2 separate regions of the Macaca mulatta genome follow, and region 1 is linked to region 2. Evidence: chromatin contacts called from public Hi-C data. All regions are on one chromosome and are shown on one strand. Each heading gives the region's core, a stretch centred on a gene start, on an enhancer-like site or on the middle of the called end of the contact. The rest is flanking DNA. Distances are from core to core; before and after follow the strand shown. Region 1 holds the start of ABI2 (abl interactor 2). Region 2 holds the start of CYP20A1 (cytochrome P450 family 20 subfamily A member 1).

Evidence for each region. A called contact is a pair of places that touch in the nucleus more often than the background predicts.
Region 1: a Hi-C map of fetal cortex germinal zone shows a contact between it and region 2, with 1.9 times the contacts expected there. The contact joins the promoter of ABI2 here to the promoter of CYP20A1 in region 2. A contact is called at or near these places in 2 of 14 Hi-C or Micro-C datasets (fetal cortex germinal zone and fetal cortical plate).

What each region holds. Positions count from the first base shown.
Region 1 is chr12:108,553,230-108,560,833 of T2T-MMU8v2.0, reverse strand. ABI2 (abl interactor 2) reads right to left here and starts at 4,868. Exons shown (of 10, transcript XM_077957412.1): 1 at 4,538-4,868. The coding sequence starts at 4,654.
Region 2 is chr12:108,462,415-108,469,186 of T2T-MMU8v2.0, reverse strand. It overlaps CYP20A1 (cytochrome P450 family 20 subfamily A member 1), which reads right to left and starts at 4,803. Exons shown (of 13, transcript XR_013402124.1): 1 at 4,687-4,803; 2 at 1,881-2,078.

The DNA of each region.
Region 1 (7,604 bases), core at 3,619-6,118, 92 kb before region 2:
AGGCCAGGCATGGCAACTAACACTTACAATCCCAGCATTTTGGGAGGCTGAGATGGGTGGATCACTTGAGATCAGGAGTTCATGACCAGCCTGGCCAACATGGTGAAACCCCATCTCTACTAAAAATACAAAAAGTATACAGGTGTGGTGGCATGCACCTATAATCCCAGCTATTCAGGAGGCTGAGGCACAAGGATCGCTTGATCCCTGGAGGCAGAGGTAGCAGTGAGCCAAAGTCGTGCCATTGCACTCTAGCCTGGGCAACAAGAGCAAAACTCCGTCGCAAAAAAAAAAAGGAAAAAAACAGATTTTTAAACATCTTTTTGGAGACAGAGTCTCACTCTGTCATCCAAGCTGGAGTGCAATGGTGGGATCATGGCTCACTGCAGCCTCCACCTTCCAGGCTCAGGTGATCCTCCCATCTCAGCCTCCTGAGTATGTGGGACTACAAGCATGCTACCAGGCCCGGCTAGTTTTTGGTTTTTGTTTTTTGTTTTGTTTTGTTTTTTTGTAGAGAAGGGGTTTCGCCATGTTTCCCAGGCTGGTCTTGAACTCCTGGGCTTAAGCCATCCACTGGCCTTGGCCTCCTAACGTGCTGGGATTACAGGCATGAGCCACTGCTCCTGGCCTTAATTTCTAATGTTAACTGCATTAGTAACCTAGAAAACAGCTACTTACAACCCTGCTCTATTTGTAGATTTTGTGTGTGTGTGTGTGTGTGTGTGTGTGTGTGTATGTGTGTGTCTGTGTGTATGTGTGTTTCAATACAGGAACTATCTGATCACTCCTAATGCTGACGGTATTTCGGAAGGGTACTTTCCTAAGACACAAACAATTTAAACAGAGTACAATTATTTTCAGGACAGCACAATTATTTCCCTTCCTTGGCTCAATTTTCATATAATCCACATTTAGAATGTTATTTACCTTAAATGTTTTGATGTTCCTAGGCATAAAACCAGTGACTTAAGAACACTGAGCCCAGGCATGATGGCTCATCCCTGTAATCCCAGCATTTTGGGAGGCTGAGGCAGGCAGATCACCTGAGGTCAGGAATTCAAGACCAGCCTGGCCAACACGGTAAAACCCCGTCTCTACCAAAAATACAAAAATTAGCTGGGTGTGGTGGCACGCGCCTATATTCCCAGCTACTCAGGAGGCTGAGACAGAAGAATCACTTGAACCCAAGAGGCGGAGGTTGCAGTGAGCCGAGATCACACCACTGCACTCCAGCCTGGGCGACAGAGTGAGACTCTGTCTCAAAAAAAAAAAAAAAAAAAAAAAAAAAAAAAAAAACCAAAACACTGAACAAAAACACTTACTACATATGAAAAACAGATTTTTTTTCTACTTTATAGGCAAAAATTACATTTCCACACAATAAAATGAGTGTTGGGTTAGTTAACTCGAGCTAGTGGCTAAGACATGATGCTATAATAAGGCTAAATTAGCCAGGCACGGTGGCTCACGCCTGTAATCCTAACACTTTGGGAGGCCGCGGCAGGTTGATCATCTGAGGTCAGGAGTTCCAGACCAGCCTGGCTAACATGGGGAAATCCCGTCTCTACTAAAAATACAAAAATTAGCCAAGCATGGTGGTGCATGCCTGTAGCTCCAGCTACTCGGGAAGCTGAGGCAGAAGAATCGCTTGAACCCAGGAGGCGGAGGTTGCAGTGAGCTGACATCGAGATCACACCACTACACTACAGCCTGGGTGACAGAGCGAGACTCTGTCTCAAAAAAAAAAAAAAAGAGGCTAAATTGACCATTTGATCACTGATCCTGTGAATTAACTTTCATCTATTGCAGGGTCACAGGCAGCATCAAAACCCCTGCTAGTCAGTTCTTTAGTCACAAGGCGCGTCAGCCAAATGTACAGCTGGATCAGCACAAATCCACTATCACCACGTTCTATTTATCAACTTTCCCAACAAATCATCTAAGAGCTATTATCCTGACAGAGTGTACCAATTATATACCCAAGGCATCCTTAAAATAAACGATAATCTAAAAAGAAAAAGTGTAAAATCTACTTCAGATGCTAAATTGAAAAAATAAACTATTTTAAAATCTAAGTTCATTTCTATTAAATTAATATTAATATTTATGTTTTAAATTATAAAATGTCACCACACTAAATTTTGAGTCCCATTGCTAAAACAGATACTGAGAGTAGTGACATTTTTCTCTTTTCAACTGCAGGAAATGTATATAATATTTAAAAAGACAACTGCTGCTCCCTTTAACCTTTCAGCTTTAATAATCCTTATCCTTTTACCTTTATATAGCAATTATAACTTAAGACGAACTTGTCCCTTCAAATTACAACAAAAAACCATCTTGCAAAAGAGAGAGAAATCTGCTTATTTTTTATTTCTTACTGGTAATAATTGCAATCCACTTTTCCACCCTCAATTTCTCTTCTGACCTGCAACTCTTTCCCCATAATATGCTGCACAAGGCAATGGAATTACCACTTCAGTCCTTTAGGTTTTGCCTCTACTAGAGTTTGTGAATTCCCTCAGAACAGCATTGCTTCCTCCAGTCCTCCTTGGCACCAGCAGTGCACTACAGAGCGTAAATTAACTACATGGTATTAATTTCCTCCAAGATCAGCCTCTCCTACTAACTAGACTATCAAACTCTGTAGACACTAGGTATGTACCATCCACCCCTCACACAGTTCTAGGCCATAAAAGACTTTCAATTTTAGAGAAACATTGAGCAACCGAACCTTTTTTTTTTTTTTTTTTTTTTGAGATGTAGTTTTACTCTTGTCGCCCAGGCCTGAACCTCTGAATCTTTTCTACCCCACTCATATCAGCAAAGTACCTTACAAGTGGACATTTGTATGTTTTTGTATTAACCTTGCCTACATTCCTTTCCTAGTAGCCATACTCAACTGCCTCTTGAGGGAACAGGTTTATACTGTGGTTCATTTTCAAATACAAATGTTGTCTACAAGATAATAGTATGTCTAATCAAACAAAATCTCACTTCCGTGATCAACAATGTGGCCATTACAAAACTTATGAACCTATAAAATTGTAACACCAGTTTCTTAAAATTTACACTAAAACATGAAAATGCTTTCCTATACAGCTAACGTTAAGAAAGGTGCCTCACGCCTATAATCCCAGCACTTTGGAAGGCCGAGGTGGGTGGATCACTTGAGGTCAGGAGTTCGAGACCAGTCTGGCCAACATGGTGAAACCCCATCTTTACTAAAAATACAAAAATTAGCCGGCTCTGGTGGCGGGCGTCTGTAGTCCCAGCTACTCGGGAAGCTGAAGCACGAGAATTTGCGCAAACCTAGGAGGCCGAGGTTTCAGTGAGTCGAGATTGGGCCACCGCACTCCAACCTGAGCTACAGATCGAGATTGTGTCTCAAAAATAAAAGAAAAAAGAAAGATCCCTGGAGAGATGGAGGTGGGAGCAGGGGGGGGGGAAAAAAAAGGACTGTGAAGAAACAGTTCAACATACTGCTTCCATTTCCACCTTTATCCCAAGAGAATTTAAATAGGAAAGAAAAAAAAATGGAGGCAGAATCCATAATTCAAAATAACCGTTAACAAAAAAGCAAAAGATGCTGGATTTTGCAAACTGCATTTTAACCTGCTATCCTTTCAAGTAATGTTTAAAGAAGGATTTTTCTTTAATCCACAGAATATTTTGCTTCATCCAGGAGCAGCTGGATCTCGTATCATCCAGTATCCCCCGCCTCCACACACACGCCGCTACCACTATAAGCCCCTGTGCCAAACGATCCATCACGGTAAAAAATAATAATTAAAAAAAAATTTTAAAAACAGGAGGTTCATCTTCCCGATTCTAAGAAACAGTCATAGTCCGTCCTCTTCCCACCCCCAGGAAAATTGCCTATTCTAACGGGACTAGGAGGGAGGGGGGAGTCAGCTCACCATCCTTCTCCACAGGGAGAAAAATGGCATTAACTTCCAACAAGAGACTGCTGCTCTTCTACCGTATCCCCTTTAGAACATAAAATATTAAGAAAGGGTTTCTGAAGCATTCACAGGAACAGAAAACTGAAGCCTGAAGCACTTCACTCTGCAGCAAGATAGCCCCTTAAAAATCGTCCAGAATGTGGGGGATGGAAGTAACCCGTCAATACAAGCGACACCCCTACCCTAAGAGGGAGCAGGATTCCGTCAAACAGAAAATGCCACTCTCCGCCCCCTCTGCCATCCGGAACGCTGACCGGCGCGGAGTGCGGGGGCGGCCGAGGGCAGCAGCGGCGAGGAGGCGGGACGCGACACACGCACCGCGCCGAGGACTGCTTCACGGCTTTTAAAAAGGTTTTAAAAATGCAGTTTCTCCAGCCGGAGGATTCCCACCCATTCACCAGCCCCAGCCCTCACCCAGCTCCCCACCCCCATCGGGGACTCCGCCGGGCCGTGTCCCCGCGGCGGCCTCGGCCCCACACCCCGAGGCGCGCGGCCCCCCATGGGGGGGTCCCCTACGCGTTCCTCACCGCCCCCTGAGGCCCGACGCGCCCCAGCGGGGGATGCTCTCGCACCTGGATGTAGTTGTTCTCGCAGTAATCGGCCACCCGTTCCAGATTCGTGTAGCTGTCGAAGAGGGCCCGGCGGCCCCCCGGGATTTCCTCTTCCAGCAGCATCTGCAACTCCGCCATCTTCACATCCTCCTCCTCCTCCTCCTCCTCACACAGCTCGCAGAGGGAACGGCGGCCGCAGCGCCAGAGAAACCCAGGACCGGGAGAGGAGGAGCGGTGGCGACGGCGGCGGTAACTCGGGAGGAGCGAGAAACAGCCCCAGCGCGCGACAGGGGAGGGGGCGACGGGGGCGGGGCGCGAGCCGACGGACTGCGAGGACGGTCACCGCGGCGACGGCCGGCCGGGCGCGCGCACGCGCGCTCCCCTCCCTCCGCCCCCGGGAGCCCGAAAAAGATTCCCACCCTCGCCCGCGCCGCCGGCCCCTCCCCCACTTCCGGCGTCTCCTAGCGACGGCGGGGGTAGGAGCGGGATGCGCACGGGAGGTGGTGGTGCTGTTAACCCTTCCGCCGCCCGCCCACCGCTGGAGCAACTCGAGAAGCCCCCACCTCCCGGCGTCCTTTGTTAGTCCGGCGGGAACGCACCACCCTGCTCTGCTGGCTTCCCGCTGGCTTCCTCCGGGACTCATCTCGGCTCTGTCCCCATGGAGGTTATCGGCCTGGGGAACTTCTCGAGTCTTTTCTGCCTCTGCCGCTGACGGGAGGCCGAAGGAGGGCACAGCCTCCACTCTTGGGATCCTCCTCTGTGAAAGATCACACTTCATCAGGGCAGGAATAAAACTCACAAACTTCCACGCAGTTTTCAATGCCACCTGACTTCATTTTTCTTAAATTTGACCTCATCCTCTTTATTGCAGTGAATTGCAGTTTCCTAACCCCAGCTTTCCTGCGCTCCTGCCTCTTTGCACTTCCCCCACTAACGCCGTTCTCCCCTGCCAGGTTAGCCCCTTTCTCTTGTGGTTTGCGGACCCCTGGGCCTCAGCTTTTTATGTTTGCCATTTCTATGAATCGCTTCCTCACGATCTTTTCTGTCATTTCTCTAATGCTATCAACTTCGCTGTCCTTTTTCCTATTCATGGATTCGGTATTTAAAATTTTGAAAACGATTTTGCTAGTAGTAATTGCCTTCTTCACAGGGCTGTTACATAGATAAAATCAACGTTTACGTGAAAACACCTTGAAGAAACATCAAGTGCTACAAAAATTCAAGGCAGATTCTTGAATTTTGTTCTTGCAGAGTTATAATTGTTTTTATTCTCCAGATACTGTGTCTTGTTTTCCTAAATCCGACTACCCCACACAGTGTAATCTGGAAAAACTAAAACTCCGGACAATTGCTGAGATATGAAGCCATGACCTTTATTTGTGCTGTGGAAAATCAAAGTTGACTCCAGTCTGTACCATCTTAGACTTGTGTAGTTAGAACAAGATCCATTGTTTCAACACTGTTCTTAATCTGGTGATCTCTTGGCCCTCCTACAGTGAATTTTTTTTCACTCAGATGATGAGGAAACATACTTTCCAAAAAAAGTCACTTTAGCCCGGGCGCGGTGGCTCACGCCTGTAATCCCAGCACTTTGGGAGGTCGAGGCGGGCGGATCATGAGGTCAGGAGATCAAGACCATCCTGGCTAACACGGTGAAACCCCGTCTCTACTAAAAATACAAAAAGAAAAAATTAGCCGGGCCTGGTGGCGGGCGCCTGTAGTCCCAGCTACTTGGGAGGCTGAGGCAGAAGAATGGCGTGAACCTGGGAGGCGGAGCTTGCAGTGAGCCGAGATCCTCCACTGCACTCCAGCCTGGGTGACAGAGCAAGACTCCGTCTCAAAAAAAAAAAAATCACTTTAATACCATATCTTTACAAATTTCTGGAGCAAACTCTAATGTTATATTGGCTTCATGATGTATACATTAGCAGAATGTATGAGTTTTCACTGTGGAACCTAAATTAAAGGATGTTGAAAATGTTGGTCTAGTCCAACTAGTTTTATTCTTAGGCACTTTAACCATCTTCTGTAGTAGTGGTTCTCAAACTTCAGTGTGAGGAACTTGTTTTAAAAAAGCTGCAGGGTCACACACACTAAGATTCATTAGTTTGAGAGCATGAGTGACTGAAAGGAGTAGTTACTTAAATGACACACCAGCTTGCTTCAAGGAATAAGACATATGAATAACCAAGTGAATAAAACAAATGTTAGATGAAACAAACTTTTCTTTCAGACTAAACTTAAATAGATCAAAAAATAATGTTGAACTTGAAGAAGCCCATCAAGTGAGTGAAATGGTAGACAGACTTCCCCCATCATTACTTATTCCCACCTAGCATTTTTTCAACTACTACTTAGCAATTAGCCCAAAAAACAAATTTTCCTCTGGGATGTTTCATCATTCTAGAAATTACCTAGAAAATATTCTAGTATTTTTTCTAATTAGTGACAATCTCTTTGGACCTAGTTTCCTTATGAAGAAATCAAAGGGCGAGGCCAGGCATGATGGCTCTCACCTGTAATCCCAGCACGTTGGGAGGCCAACGCAGGTGGATCAGTTGAGGTCAGGAGTTCGAGATGAGCCTAGACAACATGGTGAAACCCCATCTCTACTAAAAATATAAAAATTAGCTGGGTGTGACAGCGGTTGCCTATAATCCCAGCTACTCAGAAGGCTGAGACTGAAGAATCACTTGAACCAGGGTGGCATAGGTTGCAGTGAGCCAAGATTGCGCCACTGCACTCCAACCTGGGCGACAGAGGGAGACTCTGTCTGGAAAAAGAAAGAAGAGAAATCAAAGGGTGAAACTCAGGTCAGGAATTCTGAAACTTGAATGTGGATTGGAATCACCTGGAGGGCTTACTAAACTAGTTTGCTGGACCCCACCTCCAGAGTTCTTTATTCAGTTGGTCCGGCCCAATTAATGTATGTTTAACAAGTTCCCAGGTGATGCCTATGAAACGGCCCTTCTGGCTCAAAAAGTCTATGATTACAATTTCTGGCAGCTGGGAAACTCCATCTAGAGAGACACTTTGTACACAGCAGAATCTAAGATGCAAGGACATAAACACTTTGCTGCCACCAAGA
Region 2 (6,772 bases), core at 3,554-6,053:
AAAGAGAGAGAGAGAGAGAAAGCAAGCAAGCAGGGAGGGAGGGAAGGAGGTGGGGGAGGGAGGGAGAGAAGAAAGGAAGGAAGGGAGGGAGGGAGGGAAGGAGGGAAGGAGGCGAGAGCAGATCACGAGGTCAGGAGTTCAAGACCAGCCTGGCCAACATAGTGAAACACCATCTCTACTAAAAATACAAAAATTAGCCAGATGTGGTGGCACACGCCTGTAGTCCCAGCTACTCAGGAGGATGAGGTGGGAGAATCGCTTGAACCCGGAAGGTGGAGGTTGCAGTGAGCCAAGACCACACCATTGCACTCCAGCCTGGGTGACAGAGTAAGACTCCGCCTCAAAAAAACAAAAAGGAAATTATCAGTTATTGGTGAAGACAGAAGATTTGAAGACAGGGAAGGAATGAAAAGTTATCTGGAAGATTTGGAGACTGGATACACCAGGTGATTTCCAGATACCCCACTTAAGGTACATGAATTTAAAATGAGACTAGTCAGTATGGCTGTGTTCTTTTCCGCCTTTTTTTTTTTTTTCCCAGCTGTGTGGGTTCAGGGGCAGAATTGACAGAGCATTGGATTTAATCACAATTAGGGTTTGCTAGATGATTATGACAAAGGATACAGGGCAAAGGAGTTGAAGGTATATGCAAAGGAGTGATTATAGTAACAGACCATGGAACCTAAGCTTTTTTTTTTTTTTTTGAGACATGGTCTCACTCTGTCACCCAGTCTGGAGTGCAATGGCGCCATCTTGGCTCACTGCAGCCTCGATCTCCCAGGCTCAAGCGATCCTCCTGCTTCAGCCTCCCAAGTAGCTGGGACCAGGGACCACAGATACTCACCACCATGCCTAATTTATTTACTTACTTATTTATTTTTTTAGAGACAGGGTCTTACTATAATGCTCAGTCTAGTCTCAAACTCCTGAGTTCAAGCAATCCTCCCACCTCAGCCTCCCGAAGTGCTGGGATTATAGGCTTGAGTCACTGTGCTGGCCATAAGCTTCTTACATCATCAGCTTCTCCTTCATGACTTGACAGCCCTCATCAGCATAATGTAATTTCTCCTACCTTAAGAATTTCGTCACCTCACTTCCCTCTCTAGTTACCAGCACCCTTTACCGCCAAACTCTAAAAAGCTATCTATACTTGATATCTCTGAATCCACCCATTTAGGTTTATCACCCCAATTACATGAAACCACTCTTCTTAAGAGTACAAATGTTGCAGTGGCTCATGCCTGTAATCCTGAATCTTTGGAAGACTAAGGCAGGAGGATCACTTCAGCCCAGAAGTTCAAGACCAGCCTGGGCAACACAGTGGGACCTCATTTCTATAAAAAATTTAAAAATTAGATTGGGTGCGGTGGCTCATGCCTGTAATCCCAGTGCTTTGGGAGGCCAAGGTGGGCAGATCACTTGAGGTCAGGAGTTCGAGACCAGCCTGGCCAACATAGTGAAATCTTGTCTCTACTAAAAATAAAAAAATTAGCTGGGCGTGGTGGTGTGTGCCTTCAGTCCCAGCTACTTGGGAGGCTGAGGCAGGAGAATCGCTTGAACCTGGGAGGCAGAGGCTGCAGTAAGCAGAGATCATGCCACTGCACTCCAGCCTGGGCGACAGAGCAAGACTTTGTATCAAAAAATTAAAAATTTAAAAATTAGCCAGGTGTGGTGGCATGCGCATGTAGTCCCAGCAACTTGAGAGGCTAAGGTGGGAGGATCGCTTGGAGCCAGGAGTTTGAGGTTACAATGAGCTATGATGGTACCACTGTACTCCAGCCTGGGCAAGAGAGAGACTCTGTCTCTTAAACGAAACAAAACAAAACAAAACGAAACAAAAAAACGATTCAATGTTACTAAATTCTTAGGCCTTAACTTACTTGACATATCTGCAGCATTTGACTTAGCTGATTATCCTCTTCTGCTTCTCTTCTGCTTAAAACATCTGGCTTCCTTCTATTTATGTGGCTGCTCCTTCTCAGTCTCCTTTGCTGGCTCTTGTTTCTCTCCTCAACCATTAACATTGGAGAATCCAGGGTATGGTCCCTGGGACCTCTTCTCTCCGGTATCTAAATTGTCTGGGAGATAGCAACCGGTTCTCCTCGCTTTAAATACCATCTATACATTGATAGCTCCCAAATGTGTATCTTCAGCCTGGACTTTTCCCATAAACTGAAGACATATATTCAGTTACTCATCAACATCTCCACTTGGATGTCTAACAGGCATCTCAAACCTAGCCTACCCAGGCCGGGCGCGGTGGCTCACGCCTGTAATCCCAGCACTTTGGGAGGCCGAGACGGGCGGATCACGAGGTCAGGAGATCGAGACCATCCTGGCTAACACGGTGAAACCCCGTCTCTACTAAAAAGAAGTATAAAAAATTAGCCGGGCGAGGTGGCGGGCGCCTGTAGTCCCAGCTACTCGGGAGGCTGAGGCGGGAGAATGGCGTAAACCCGGGAGGCGGAGCTTGCAGTGAGCGGAGATCCGGCCACTGCACTCCAGCCTGGGCGACAGAGCGAGACTCCGTCTCAAAAAAAAAAACCTAGCCTACCCAAAACCAACTCCTAATCTCTATAAATCCTCACTACCTCCCACCAAAACAAAACTAAAGAACAACCAACAACAACAAAACCGCTGATCTTCCCTGGAATTAATCCATCCTTCCAGATACCAGGCTAAAAATAACTGGTGTTTTCCTTGATGCCTCTCTTTCACATTTCACATCCAATCCACTGGGAAAGCCCATTGGCACTATCTTCACAACTGACTAGTTCTCATTATCTCTGCCACTACTAACATGATCCAAACTGAAATGATAATATCCTCCTAATTACTCGGCTTGCTTCCATCCTTACCTGGAGACCCAAGTCTATTCATGACTTGGCAACCAGAATGATTCTTTTAAAATTTATCTAATAATATTAAATTTTAATTCTATCCAATTTCAAATGGCTGAAATCCTCCAGTGGCACACAGCAAAAGTCCATTAAAAAAAAGCCTAGCCTTACAAGTCATTTAAAATTTGTCCTTCACCCCCATCCTTCTGACTTTCTCTCCTCTGGTCTCTTCCTCATTTACTACATTCTAACCACACTGGTCCCCTTGCTTTCCAGGAACACACCAGGCGGGTCTCCCTCTTAGGGTTTGTATTTGCTGCTCCCTCGACCCGGAATGCTCTTTCTCAGATACCTGAATGGCTTGCACCTTCACCTTCTTCCAGTCTCTGCTGAAATGTCTCCTTAGCTCCCGGCTATCCTACTTTGAAATAACAATCTACCTATCCCCAACTTTATTTCTACGCACAATCCTATATTACTTGTTTTTACTGTCTGTTCCCCTTCTCTAGGAAGTAAATTCCAAGAGTCAGGAATTTTCTGTCTGGTTTGTTCATGGCTGGATTCCCAGCACATGGAACCGTATCTGGCACATATCTAGTGCCAAGAATAAACAGTGTGCTTCTATGAGCTGATCAAAGAAGAGTATCATTTTAAAACCACCAAAAATTCAAGAACCACTGAAATTGTTTAGTTTCTCAGAAAATAAGATTTCAGGAAATCCCTTATTGTGTAGTTGCAAGATTCCAGCCTAATCCATTTACCTGCTCGGAAAAGAACATTTAAGAAAGTGTATGGTCAATTCCAGCAGTTCAGCTACTTTTCAACTTTCACTGTAAAACCACCACCTTGCTTTGTAGAACAAGTGTTGTTGTTTTCTTTTCTTTTGAGACGGAATCTCACTCTGTCACCAGGCTGGAGTACAGTGGTGCAATCTTGGCTCACTGCAACCTCAGCCTCCCAGGTTCAAGCGATTCTCCTGCCTCAGCCTCCTGAGTAGCTGGGATTACAGGCGCCCGCCACCACACCCGGCTAATGTTTGTATTTTTAGTAGAGACGGTGTGTAACCATGTTGGCCAGGATGGTCTCCATATCCTGCCCTCGTGATCCGCCCGCCTCAGCCTCCCAAAGTGCGTAGAACAGGTTTTAAAGACGGTCCTCAGCCATCAACGCTTTTGTTTTCAGACCCTCCCTCTCTGGGGGACGGAGGCTAGTGGAGAGCGGAGGACAGGAGGCTCGGAGAGACGGCAGCGGCCGAGGCAAGCTCGCACCCGAACCGGCAGCGCGGCGCTCTCCCCGAGAGAAGCATTTGCCCTGGAGTCCCTCAGAGGAGCAAGACCTGGACCTCAAGCACTTTGGATTCCAGTCAGGATAGATCGATGGACAGAAGGAAAGGAGGAAGACACAAGTGCTGGCAGAATCCTCAAGAAAGGAGAAAGGAGTGGCGCGCCCAGGAGTCTCCTCCGACACACCGGGAAATGAAATTTGGGTTTAGCGGAGTTATTGCCAAAAAGCCGCCCAAAGTACTTGAGAGCCGCCTTGGAGAGTGGCGCGGGGTGCCTGTCAAGGTGAGGTCGGCCCGCGGAGGCGCGGGTTTTTCCTCAGCAGCTACAGCCAGCCTGGCCAGGCGCCTGAGGCGTAGCGGCGCAGCCCACGTAGCTCTCAGCGCTTGCCCGGTGGGGCGTCACGTGACTCCGGGTGCGGTCCCCGAGCCGAAGCCCGGGAGGGATCCCGAGCCCTCCCCTCAGGCCCGCCCCCTGCGGCCCGCAGCGGGCAGGTCGGCCTGGATGCGGGCGACAGAGAGGCTGGGGCGGCGCCCAGGGCCCCAGAAAGCCAAGACGACGCTCACCGGGTAGAGGTAGAGCACCGCTCCCACCAATGCCAGCAAGAAGGTAACGGCGAAGATCGCGAAGTCCAACATGGTTCTTCCGCCCAGGGAGCCACGTCTCGGATCGGCCGCTCGAGCAGCAACGCCTCAGCCTGGCCCAACTTAAGGCATAGCGTGTGGGCGGGGGCACCCCGCGGGACCCGCGAACCAACGGGCCGCCGGGGGCGTGACCGAGACCTGCGGCCGGCGTCAGCGGAGAGAGCAATGGATCGCCGAGGAGCCGGGGCGCGGGTTCCTGCGAGCAGCAGGCGGAGGCTGAGGCCGCCTAGCGCCATCCTCCACCCCAAGGCGGCGATTGCGGTGCACACGATTTCAGACAGAATATGCCCGCGACTTGGGACCGAGTTGTTGGCGAATGCAGAGCCCAGGTTTCTGAGAAAAGTTAGGAGTTAGCAGTGCTCTGTCCGCCCAACACTTTTCCCAGTGCATTCAGGATTAAAACCTCTAAACCAATGATTTTCGAAGAGTGGTCCCCGGACCAGCTGCATCAACGTCTCCCGGGAGCTGGTTGAAGATGCAGATTATCGATGCCCGGCGCGGTGGCTCCATCTGTAATCCCAGCACCTTGGGAGGCTGAAGCGGGAGGATCGCTTGAGCCCAGGAGTTTGAGACCAGCGTGGGCAACATAGTGAGACCCCCGTCTCTACCAAAAAAAAAAAAAATCGGCCGTGGTGGCGCGCGCCCGTGGCCCCAGCTACTCCGGAGGCTGAGGCTGGAGGATCGCTTGAGCTGGGGAGTTGGAGGCTACAGTGAGCCGAGATCGCACGATTGCACTCCAGCCTGGGCGACAGGGCGAGACCCTGTCTCAAAAACAAAACAAAACAGAAGGAAAAGAAAATAGAAAGATTCTGGATCCCAAACTACACCTACTGAATCAAACACTCGGGGCGGGCGGGGGGAGGGGGCGCGTACAACAATCTGTTTTAACAAAGCCCTCCCGGGGACACTGTTACACACTTAAATTTGAATGAAAACCACCACTGATCTAACCGGGACAGGGAAGTGTCTGGGAGTAAAACAAGAGTAGATACGCCTTGTTTCGCAGAATTTGTGTCTGAAGTACTAGTAAATGTGGTTCTTTGACAGTTTCTGGTGAGCGGAGGCTGCACTCTGTTCAGGTTTCCTTGCTCTGTTAACTCTGACTTTCGGTAAATTGCTTGAGTTTTCTAAGCTTCCATTTCCTTCTAGGTAAAATAGTGAAAATAATACCACATGGAGTTGGCTGTAGGTTAATTTACATATTTTATGAAAAGCACTTAGCACAGCTCCTAGCAAAACTGATTTTGGCATTCGTTGCCCTGGGCATAAAATACCCTAGGACCCCTCTTTCTATTTCGCATGGCTCAGAAGTTTTGACTTGGCTAATGAAATACAAGGCAAGGCCTGCTACTTACTAGTGCTCCTTTTAGTGAAAGTGTGCTAAAAGTATTTATAGATTTTATATATTTAATAATATAAAATGTCAAGAACAGGCAGCAATTTGGCAAGAGAAATTCCAGATTGATTTTACAGCTTCTATGATAAGCGACTATTACATAAGCAGGAAACATACCTCATTGAAAATGCCAACTCTATTGGCATCTATAGCAAATATAATGAAACATGCTGTTTAATATTTCACTTGGCAAAAATTGTATTTTTAAGTCTTTCTCTGCATATAAATGTGCTTTAAACTGTCGTATGTTCAAAGTTCTTTTTTAAGTCTCTTGTTAGAATTTTAAAGATATTTCTTGTCAAACTGATGTTCCCAATAGGTTTTCAAAACAGTAAATGTAAGAGTTTTTTTGTTTGTTTGTTTTGTTTTGTTTGTTTGTTTTTGAGACGGAGTCTCCCTCTGTAGCCCAGGCTGGAGTGCAATGGCGCAATCTCGGCTCACTGCAACCTCTGCCTCCCAGGTTCAAGCAATTCTCCTGCCTCAGCCTCCGGAGTAGCTGGTATTACAGGCACGCGCCACCATGTCCAGCTAATTTTTGTATTTTTAGTAGAGACAGGTTTCACCATGTTGACCAGGCTGGTCTTTAACTCCTGACATCGTGATCTGCCCGCC